3 separate regions of the Zea mays genome follow, and regions 2 and 3 are each linked to region 1. The links are chromatin contacts, called in public Hi-C maps. All regions are on one chromosome and are shown on one strand. Each heading gives the region's core, a stretch centred on a gene start, on an enhancer-like site or on the middle of the called end of the contact. The rest is flanking DNA. Distances are from core to core; before and after follow the strand shown.

Evidence for each region. A called contact is a pair of places that touch in the nucleus more often than the background predicts.
Region 2: a Hi-C map of endosperm shows a contact between it and region 1, with 2.3 times the contacts expected there. The contact joins the promoter of LOC110017794 here to the promoter of LOC100285059 in region 1. A contact is called at or near these places in 5 of 25 Hi-C or Micro-C datasets (bundle sheath, ear, endosperm and 2 more).
Region 3: a Hi-C map of tassel shows a contact between it and region 1, with 7 times the contacts expected there. The contact joins the promoter of LOC109942244 here to the promoter of LOC100285059 in region 1. A contact is called at or near these places in 15 of 25 Hi-C or Micro-C datasets (bundle sheath, ear, endosperm and 5 more) and 2 of 3 datasets of contacts at active chromatin or transcription factors (leaf and seedling).

What each region holds. Positions count from the first base shown.
Region 1 is chr9:17,229,525-17,233,002 of Zm-B73-REFERENCE-NAM-5.0, forward strand. LOC100285059 reads left to right here and starts at 1,564. Exons shown (of 4, transcript NM_001372164.1): 1 at 1,564-1,785; 2 at 2,655-2,924; 3 at 3,367-3,478. The coding sequence starts at 1,681. LOC103638013 (adenylyltransferase and sulfurtransferase MOCS3-1) reads right to left here and starts at 1,345. Exons shown (of 10, transcript NM_001301626.1): 1 at 997-1,345; 2 at 454-546. The coding sequence starts at 1,279.
Region 2 is chr9:17,604,724-17,608,201 of Zm-B73-REFERENCE-NAM-5.0, forward strand. It overlaps LOC110017794, which reads left to right and starts at 1,592. Exons shown (of 17, transcript NM_001350188.1): 1 at 1,592-2,227; 2 at 2,356-2,417; 3 at 2,501-2,588; 4 at 2,792-3,055; 5 at 3,136-3,376; 6 at 3,449-3,478. The coding sequence starts at 2,000. It overlaps LOC100283347, which reads left to right. Exons shown (of 1, transcript NM_001156248.2): 1 at 1-130.
Region 3 is chr9:17,539,109-17,542,586 of Zm-B73-REFERENCE-NAM-5.0, forward strand. It overlaps LOC109942244 (receptor-like serine/threonine-protein kinase At3g01300), which reads left to right and starts at 1,532. Exons shown (of 7, transcript XM_020544068.3): 1 at 1,532-2,198; 2 at 3,376-3,478. The coding sequence starts at 2,048.

The DNA of each region.
Region 1 (3,478 bases), core at 314-2,813:
GTATCTTCCTAGCTATAACTGTGTCTTTTGCACCAATCAGATTGAAGAATCTTTGCAGCACTTGCTCATTCTCTGTCCATTTGCTTCTGCCTGTTGGAACCTAGTTAATATGCAGACAAGTTCAAACATGAACCCTTTTGAATGTCTTCATCAGTTCAAGCAACCAACTCAACACGCCCTTCTTTATGAAAATTATCATCATTATGTACTGGAGCATTTGGAAGGCAAGAGATGATCTAATTTTCCAAGGAATCCAACCATCTGTTTTCGCTTCCAAGAAAATGACTATTTTCTCTGTTCACCATGAGGGTGAAGCAGAGCCACTTCCCTCTAATTGGTACATGGCTGGAAAACTTAATTTAATTCGGTTAATTTTCTTCGTTTCAACTCTTTACTTTTTATTTAATACTCATAATTCACAAAAAAAAAATCAACAGCGGAGAAGAAAATTACCGACACCACAAGCTGCTAGATACAATGCCAGGGGAGAGCCCAAACCTCCAGCCCCAACAACTAAAATCGACGACTGTGACAGCTTCCGCTGGCCTGCCAGAAAGATGACAAAGGTCAGAGGATCAGCCGAAACGAGCGTGCTAACTGCACCGTTTTCCCCAGCAATATGCTGCGATTGTGATGACACATCTGAAGCAGAAGAGACAAGCAACTATATGACAGTGCTTCCTCCGTTCCAAATTATAATACATTCCACTAAAAAACTTTGTTGAAGAGTCAAATGACCTTAACTTTGACCAAAATTAATGATAGGTTTGGCCAAAATTATATAAATAATCATAAAGATTTATGTCATAAAATAGGGGTAGTATGAAAATATAATTAATAAAAATCAAATATATTTATTTAGTTTCCTAATTATTATTATTTTATTATATAAATTTAGTTAGCTCTAAAAATGTTAGAACAAGAGGGACGGAGTGAGGAGTAAACAATGAGACTTTGGAGGCAGCAAGCCGTGACGAGTGAAACTAAACAACTGACCTTCGACCCCGAAGTCCGGGAGAAGGAGGTGGCGGCTGTACCGGTAGATCATATCCGCCGGGAGGCTACCGTCCGGAGCAAACTCGTTACCCACGCGGCTCTGGCACGCTCCACTCCCGCCGCACGCATCGTCCCCTACTCCTTTCCCCGCCGCCGCACCGTTGAATCCCGCAGGCCCTGCCTCGAGCTGCGATTCCAGCAGCCGTATCCGGCCGTCGAGCTCCTCCCGCTCTGCCCGAAGCTTCTTCAGCTCCCGCTCTATGGCCTCCCTCCTGCCGCCCATCCCTCCGCGGCTCCGCACCTGAACGCTTTGCTCACTTCTGCCGTGTCGCCTCAACCGCCGAAATGGTCTCGCCACAGCCGCCAAAATTAACTAACCACGTCTTTTCCACGCGGGCTCGGCCCACGTAAACAAATACGTAAACCTAGGCCCACGTAAACGCTTACGTAAAGCCTGGAGCACAGTCTGACCCACGCAGTAGTAGATGTGCTTTAAAGTGCGGCCCAATAAGAGACCACTTTGAGCTAGAGGCGAGGGCGAGGTATTCGGTCAACGATCGGTCGGGACTCCGGACTCGGGAGTCGGCACTCGGGTCTCGACGTCTCGTCTCGTCTCGTCTCGCCTGCCCGCAGCCCCTTGGCTTCGTTCCATCCGGCTTCTCGGCGGCGGCGGAGAGGAGGGGGATGGCGCACCGGCTGCTGCGGGACGCGCAGGCGGACGGGTGGGAGCGGTCGGACTTCCCCATCATCTGCGAGTCATGCCTCGGCGACAACCCCTACGTCCGGATGGTAACACATCAAACCCTAGCCCTACCTGAATGATTTGTGTGCTTCTCTTTGGCGTCGTTATCCGATTTGTGGCCGGTGGTCCGCTTGATTTGGTTTCGTCTGTGATTTCTTATGCTCGACGGGAACTAGGTCTAGGTTTCGCTGCGTCGAATTCTGTGCACGTTTTTTTTTTTTGGCATATTGCCTTCTTTGTGAAATTGTCTCTTATAGATGTGTTATTAAACTTGGGATTGGATCTTTGAGGAAGTCTGATGCAGTGATGCTTGCTTCGGGATTGTGCTCTGCAAAATGCTAAATTACTGGTAGTGGTTTGGAAACCGTTTGGTTCGCTTGCTTCTCCTCATCATACCTTGCTTAGCCAGGAAATGGAAAGAGGTAGCTGTTTGATTTGGGAGGCTTGTTTTTCTTGGGGCTTGTGCTGCCAAGAAAATATCATGCTACCATTGGAGAGCTGATTCGGCTGTTTCCAACCACGAGGTAGGGCAGACCCTTGCTAGCTAGGAAAGGCAATCTCTGCCTCAGAACTGAACAGCCCTGGTTTCCATTAATTTCACCCCAAGTAGCCACTGTTGATGATTCTGCAAGAGCAGTAGTGCAGTAAGGTGGTTTCGCCATGCGCATAGTGTGATTAGCAAGATGAGTGATAGATTTAAGCCAGTTATAACCAGGGTAAATTAGTTTCTAGAATGCTAACAAATTAAACTAGCTAACCAATTGGTTTTGCCATATGCAATACACATCATGTAGTACCAGATAGGTGTTGTGTAATACATGAATGGGAATAACTTTCCATTTAGTTGCTCCTTATTTTGCATTTGCTTCAGTATTTCATGTAAATATGATTCACTGACTCTTGTTTTTCTTTGCAGTTAAGAGCTGAATATGACAAAGAATGCAAAATTTGTGCACGTCCTTTTACTGTATTCCGGTGGCGTCCTGGGCGAGATGCAAGGTACAAGAAGACTGAGATCTGCCAGACATGTTGCAAGCTAAAGAATGTCTGCCAGGTCTGCCTGCTGGATCTTGAATATGGTCTGCCTGTTCAGGTCCGAGATACAGCACTCTCTATCAATTCCAATGATGCAATTCCAAGGAGTGATGTCAATCGCGAATATTTTGCAGAAGAGCATGATAGGAGGGTATGTTTCTCTTCCAATATTAAATCTTGATGCTGATGTTAATTTCTTTCCTATTACCCAAAATCTAAGACAAATTGTATTCTTCAGGTTGTTTGTTCATTTGAAATCTGAAATGAAGATATCACGTACTACCTCCATCTTTTTATATTTGACGCCAAACAATACAAAACTGAACTACAAAACATCAAATAATAAATATGGAGGCAGTATATTATAATACTGTTTTTATGATGTCACTGTAAACTGTATCATAGTGTTGGATACATTTGAAGTATGACAGCAACAAAAAGATGCCTTCTTTTTAGATATAATTTATCTTGATCTGCTATGGTTAAAATGAATTGCACTTATTCTCTGCTTATATGGACTTATTTTTGTTTGTTCCATTTGATTTGACCTAAGAATAGTTGTTCCTAATGAGAGTTTATGTTCATAAATGTAGGCCAGAGCTGGCATAGACTATGATTCATCCTATGGGAAGGCTCGCCCAAATGATACCATTCTGAAGCTTCAAAGGACAGCACCATATTACAAGAGGAACAGAGCTCATGTTT
Region 2 (3,478 bases), core at 342-2,841, 380 kb after region 1:
CAGATGATATATGAAAACGTTATACGAAATGGAATATAATATTCTATCTTGTTGACAACGACTGACTCTGGCACTGCGAAGTGTTGCATGCAGAACTTTTATATGAATACCAAAGTTTTTTTTTTGCCTATGTTTTTGGCAGTGTAATATGGAGGCATGTGTTCTAATATTTGCAGGGAAGCACCTCTTTGTTGACGTACGATTCTGATGTGATGTAGAACTAAGGAACATTTTTTTTGGACATTTCGATTGTTTTGTCGGTGTACTCTTAACTATTTTGTTTTCCGTATGTGGTTGTTAGACAGTTTACAGGTTCCTAGGAGGTGCAGGTGCTTAAATGGAGGTGCTTAAACGGCTAAAACTAAAGGGATGATTCAAGTAACGGATTAACGGTGACAAAGCAGAAGGAAAAAATGACAGCTCTAGTCTAACCCACTTATTCGATGCAATCACGTTCAGCAGCTTCTGTTGCTTCTACTTCTTGATTCAGATATATTATAAGTTAGATCATAACAATGATTATTGGTCAGACAATTACAGTTTTAATGCCCCCCTCTATCGATGGTATTCAATCTCGATTTTCAAATGATGAGCATGAAGATTAAGGATTGTCTAGTTCTAACTTCTAAGTATTAGTAGTGTTCGAGGGATACTTGGACTAGTGATAGAATCTTAGTTTTATTTCTTTAGCCGTACTATAAGGGGTATGAATGGAAAGCTTGACCTATAGTTGAGTATATATAGTAGTTCCCTCTATCTTCACTAGATTTCGTCTAGTGCAGCACCATTGAGTCCGTTGTGCACCAGACATCACAACATCGGACAGAAGTCGTCATAGCGGCAGCTGCAGCCTCCACTCATCGGACGTGTACAGTAGTGTATCGTACATAGCCTCCATCAAATTGGTATGAAGAGATGTCCACCCAAGCTGTCCCGTTCCATAGACGTTTTCTCGAGGAACAATTTTCCTAGTATGGCAATTGGCAAAATTAGCTCTGCACCAAAAGTGGCATATGAATGGGCCTACAACTTGGGCTTTAGGAGTTGTCTGGGTAGACGGGCTAAAAATGTCTGTTCGCAACGCCCGCGCACACAGAGCAGGCAAGCAAGGGCGTCTCAGTCAGAGCCCCACCAGGCTGCCCACTCGGCCCAGCAGACAAACAGGCCCACCAGGCTGGCCGACTAAGAATTCACACCACGTCCTTGGTCCGGTGGTAACCGCAGACCCGTACCTCATTCCGGCTCCCTTCTCCCGTACGAATTCAAGGCGCACGCGGACGCACGGCAATACGGCACGGCGCTCAGATCTCAACGGCTGCCGTTGCCGGACAGCGAGCACCCTCGACCGTCGTGTCACCTGACAACGCAGCCGCAGCAGCTTCCTTCCCCTGCAAGGAAGAACGAGAATCGAATGCCTCGCACTGACGTGGCAGTCCGGACCAACCAATCATACAGCGCCCCCGAAAAACCCACGCCCTCCCAAAGACCGCAACCGCAAAAGGCTTGCACAGCACGCTCCTCCTCGATTCCCGCCTGCCGCGCACGCGCCGCCGTCGCACTGACATCAAGGACCCACGTGCCGGCTCGCAGCGCAGACGGCAGAATTCTTGTGCATTCTATGGCCGACTGACATCTGGGCCAGCGCGTCGGTTTCTTGGGCTCCGGCGCCGCGGGAGTGCCGCCCACCAACCCCACCCGCGCTCCACGACGCCAAATCCGCGCGGGAAACGCCTCCGCGCCCGCGCGCCAAACCCAATCCAAACCCAAACATTTTCTTCTCCAGCGAGCACCCAAAAAAAATAAATAGATCCTCCAGCTCCAGCTCCGCTTCATTACTCCTCGCCTCTTCCGCGCCCAAACACTACCGCCTCCCTCCCACCCCTAGTCCCCCTACCCCCCCATCCAATCCTCTGCTCGCCTTGTCTCGACCCGGCAGCGGCGGCGGCTTGGGCGCGCACACACACCAGGTGTTCGATTGGAGTCCTCGCCGAAGCGGAAGATGTACGTGGTCAAGAGGGACGGCCGCCAGGAGACGGTGCACTTCGACAAGATCACGGCGCGCCTCAAGAAGCTCAGCTACGGCCTCAGCCAGGACCACTGCGACCCGGTGCTCGTCGCGCAGAAGGTCTGTGCGGGGGTCTACAAGGGCGTCACCACCAGCCAGCTCGACGAGCTCGCCGCCGAGACCGCCGCGGCCATGACCGCGTCCCACCCCGACTACGCCTCGGTGAGTAACCCACCCCGAAATCCTCCTCCCCTCTGGCCTTGGTTTCAGCTCTCCTGTCTGTCTGTCTGTCTTTCTGTCTGTGCTGACGTGGGGTTGGTTGCCCCTGTTCTCTGTCGTGATTCGTGAAGCTGGCGGCGAGGATTGCTGTGTCGAACCTGCACAAGAACACAAAGAAGTCCTTCTCGGAGACGTAAGTAACGGCTGGCTTTGGTCTAATTTCATTCATTCATTTCGATTGGGTGGTGAGTTGGGGTGTGGCTGTTGTGGATGCAGGATTAAGGACATGTACATGCACTTCAACAAGAGATCCGGGCTGATGGCCCCTCTTGTCGCTGAAGATGTTTATGAAATCATCATGAAGGTGAGATTCTGGTTTTCCCCTGACACATTTCTGACAGGGGCAACTGTGTAGACAGTGCTGATCTGTTTCTGGCGGTTGAATCCACTGTTCCATTCGTTTTTTTACAAGGCTGTTTATCTCATACAGTAAATCTGTTGTGCCCCGCACAACACACCTTGTTGGAAATTGGCCCTCACATGACTCCAAATGATGTTACATTTCAGAATGCTGCTCGCTTGGACAGTGAGATAATTTATGATAGGGATTTCGACTACGACTACTTTGGCTTCAAAACTCTGGAGAGGTCTTACCTGTTGAAGCTTGATGGTAAGGTCGTTGAAAGGCCGCAGCACATGTTAATGAGGGTTTCACTGGGGATACACAAGGAAGACATCGAGTCTGCCATCAGGACGTACCATCTGATGTCCCAGCGCTGGTTTACTCATGCTTCACCGACGCTTTTCAATGCTGGCACGCCGAGGCCCCAAGTACTGTCTTGTTTCCCGCCAGATGATGTCATTGTGGGTTCTGAAATTGTTTATTTACTGCTGCTTTTTCTGTGATGCAGTTAAGCAGCTGTTTTCTTATATGCATGAAAGATGACAGCATTGAGGGAATCTATGAAACCCTGAAAGAGTGTGCTGTAATAAGCAAATCTGCTGGAGGAATTGGTGTCTCAGTTCATAATATCCGTGCTACTGGGAGTTATATTCGAGGAACAAATGGATCATCAAATGGAATTGTTCCTATGTTACGTGTCTTTAATGATACTGCTCGCTATGTTGATCAGGGTGGTGGCAAAAGAAAGGGTATGTTTCTTCATTATCGTCGCTTTTAGTTCCTTCATCTTCAGAAATTCTAACGAGCTTCTAAAAACTTAGGTGCATTTGCTGTATACTTGGAGCCTTGGC
Region 3 (3,478 bases), core at 282-2,781, 310 kb after region 1:
AGTTTAGGCGAGTCCTAACAGTAGCAGACGCAAGTGTTTCAACGAGACCATTCTTGTTGACACGAACACATTACACGTGGTGCAAAATTCCTTCTCTGCCTCCTTTCTGCCACCTTCGGCTAGAGCCCTGCATGGGGGCATGGATTTGTCCAAAAGCTGAGGGAAAAATGCCTCTTATCAAATTTGATGACAATTTCTAAGCAGAGTGGACGTTTCCCCCCCAATAGGAAAAACCATCAGTGGATCATAGAAAATCTCCTTCTCACCTATATGGCACAAGTTTCCCATGGTCATTGATATTATTTTATTACGTTACTTATAGTTCATGAACCGAATTACCTATGAGTCTCTTTTCTCCGTTCCAAAATGTGATATAGACTTTAACAAGTTATCCTAGGTAAAATTACCCTAAATTTAGCGAAATTTATAGAAATGAATAATACTGCTTATATGATATCAAATGAGCACCGCTAGATAAATTATGAAATGTGTCTTTAAAATTTACCCTTTGATGGTGTTAATATTCTTCTCTTTTTAAATTAAATTTGGAACAGTTTATAACTTAATAATTACTTCAAGTAGTACGAAGTCTCTTAGATTTCATGATTATTATAGCATGATTATAGCCCAATTTGCATCTTTTGTTTACATTATTACACGGTTAATGTACCAATGTGTCGGTCAATCTCCTGGCCCGCAGCGAAGTCACTCCATTCATTTACAACCAGGGCACTAGAGTACTAGACACTAGCAGCGTGTAGGATAATAAAGAGACATAAAAATCCCGTGCCGTTACATTTCAAATACTGATTTTTCCGTTCGTTTTTGAATTGTTCGTGAACAACTAGAAACGAGACGAAAACAATTTATCCAGTTTTTTATTATTTTTTGTATTTTTTTCGTTTTCGAGCCATGATGATACCGTTTTTTACTATTTTTATATAATATAAGATATATCTAGTATATATTTTATGCAAGTTACAGATTTTTGTTGTGTTTAAATAAATGAACAGGAGAAAAACAAAAGTTGTAATTACTCTAAATAATATAAATAATGAAGAAGAGTTGTTTGTGTAATTTAATATCGTAGAATTAGGCAACATGTCACTTTATTATGTATTTGTGGAAACTGTAAAATATTTGTCTTCATATTTTCGTTCCGTTAAAAAATGAAAACAAAATAAATTTCGCTGTTTTTCGACCGTTTTGCATCTTAGCAGCGTGGGTGCTTTTGGCATTCTGCCGGCGCCGTGGGTGCTGCGTAGCGTAGGCTCCCACTCGCCCGCCCACCATTCCGTTTCAACCGCTCATCCCACGCCGGAGAAACGGAATCGAATCGACCCGGCGAGCCAGACGGTAAAAATCCGGCCGCCTCATCCCACATTCCCACCGGCCACCGCTGGTCCTGGTCGTTTGGCTGTCTGGCTGGCCGTGCGCGCCCCCTATTCCGCTGCCCACGCCGCGCGAGATGCTGACGCGAGGGCCGAGGGAGGGATAAAGCGCGGCCAGGGTTCAGGGAGCCAGCCACAGGCCACAGCGCACAGCCAGTGCGGCAGGCCGCGCCGCAGCCGGAGCAAAAGGCAGCACCGAAAAGCCCCTTTCCCCCTCGGCCGCATGCCCGCATCCCACATCATGACGATGGCGACGCCGACCCGTCGCTGCGGCACTAGTGCCAGCGCCAGTGCCAGTGCTCACGCAGTGTCGCTGAACGGGCGGTGGAGTGCCAGTGCTCGCGCAGTCGCGCTGAACGGGCGGCCCACCGCCACTGAGTCTGAGACTCGGCAACTCCACTCCCGCCTCGCCCCCGCTTGCTTCTCCGACTTGTGCACCCCCACCGCGCGCGCCACCTTTCGCTTTCGCTTTCCCTTTTGCGCCCCGCATCGCACTTATCTGCTTCCTTGGGCGATTTGGACTGGACGGGGTCGAGTGGGGCGAGAAAAGGGAAGCAAGCTGGGAGAGAAGAATCACACCGGGCCGTGCCGATGGGTGTTTACGAGTAGCAGTTGTATCTCGTTGACCTCACCGCCTGCAGGGCACCAAGGAGGAGATGACTTCCCCGAAGCGGGCAGCAGGGCGGGAAGGGTGCGGATGCTTGGCCGCCGTCGCGCGGGGCCTCCGCGGGGCGTGCTTCCGGCCGGCGGTGACGGCGGACGGTGACGGCGGCGGCTCGGCCAAGGGCAGCCACGTTCACGACGCAGGTGGTGGATTCTTGTTATTCTCTTCTCCTTCCCCCCCAATATAAGTCTGCTTTCAGTCGGTTGGGTTGGTGGATGGTGATCGTTTGTTTGGTCTGAGAAAGATTTGATCCTTCCTGCTTGTTCGTTAGTGGCAAAAGAGTTGGTTTGGCGATTAGCATCTTCTGTGATATATGATTGATGATTTGGTGTGATGATCATATATGTGAATAGGAAGCTCTTTGCTTCTTTGACATGTACTTCTGTTCTGTTCCCAGCATTCTTTGATTGTATTCATTGGAGTTTATCATGAATTTGATCATAGCTAAAGAGCAAATTTAGACTGGCATGCAATGGTTATGAGGTAAATTAAGGGTCAAACTCCAGCGGTTGAACTTTATTTTCTTACGCTTCAGCCGTTGAACTGAAACTCTACTTAGATGTGAGTTGGCTGTTAGTCGCTCAACTTTTCAACAAGCCAAAAGTCATTCTTGGTGGTTTGGCTGATTAGATTGAACTAATACAACATTAGATGATGCATTCAACCTTGTCTTTTTCTCCTTTGCTAGATTACTTGGTGTCAATTCTGTAAACAACTTGCACTATTATTTACAAATTCACGCCAAACTATTTACATGCTCATCGATAAGAAGTAAAAGTCGTATGCTAATCTGATTTGTAAGAAATTCCCCTTCCGGTCTGCCAATAGTCTGTGCTCCTTATCTTTCAATCCAAATAGCTTTCTGTTATATATTGTAGCACATTTCAGTTGCTAACTGAGTTTTCAAATCATACGGAAACAACTGAAGCTGACATGGTAAAAGCTCTAAGAAAGTCTATGGTTCATTGGTTCCAGGAGCCAACTACATTTGACTGTGTTGCTTGCTGCTGTTATGTTATCATATTGCCTGAAAGTGACACCTCCACAAATGATTAACCTGGATAGCATAATAAAACATAATCATGATACTTCAAGTCAACTGGATAGGTTTGATCCTGTATTAAAAGCTGGGAATGACTATGTCAAGTACATAATACTTTGGATCAGTGCCTATCAACTTTATCTAAACATTTTGGATATGTTGGAGCCTAATAGTTTTGGCTTCACTAAATATATTCTATCTTATCTTAGTACCTGCTGTAGGTAAAATTTCTATTTTCTGTGTGATGTTCTCAAGGAACTTTATTTTCTCTGTAGCAGCAGAGACAAGATATCTGAATGCTAGCAATCGGGAGCTTGGTGATCATTTTCAGACAAAACGCGATGGTGAAAATGGTGTTGATGCATCAATTGAAAAGAGAAC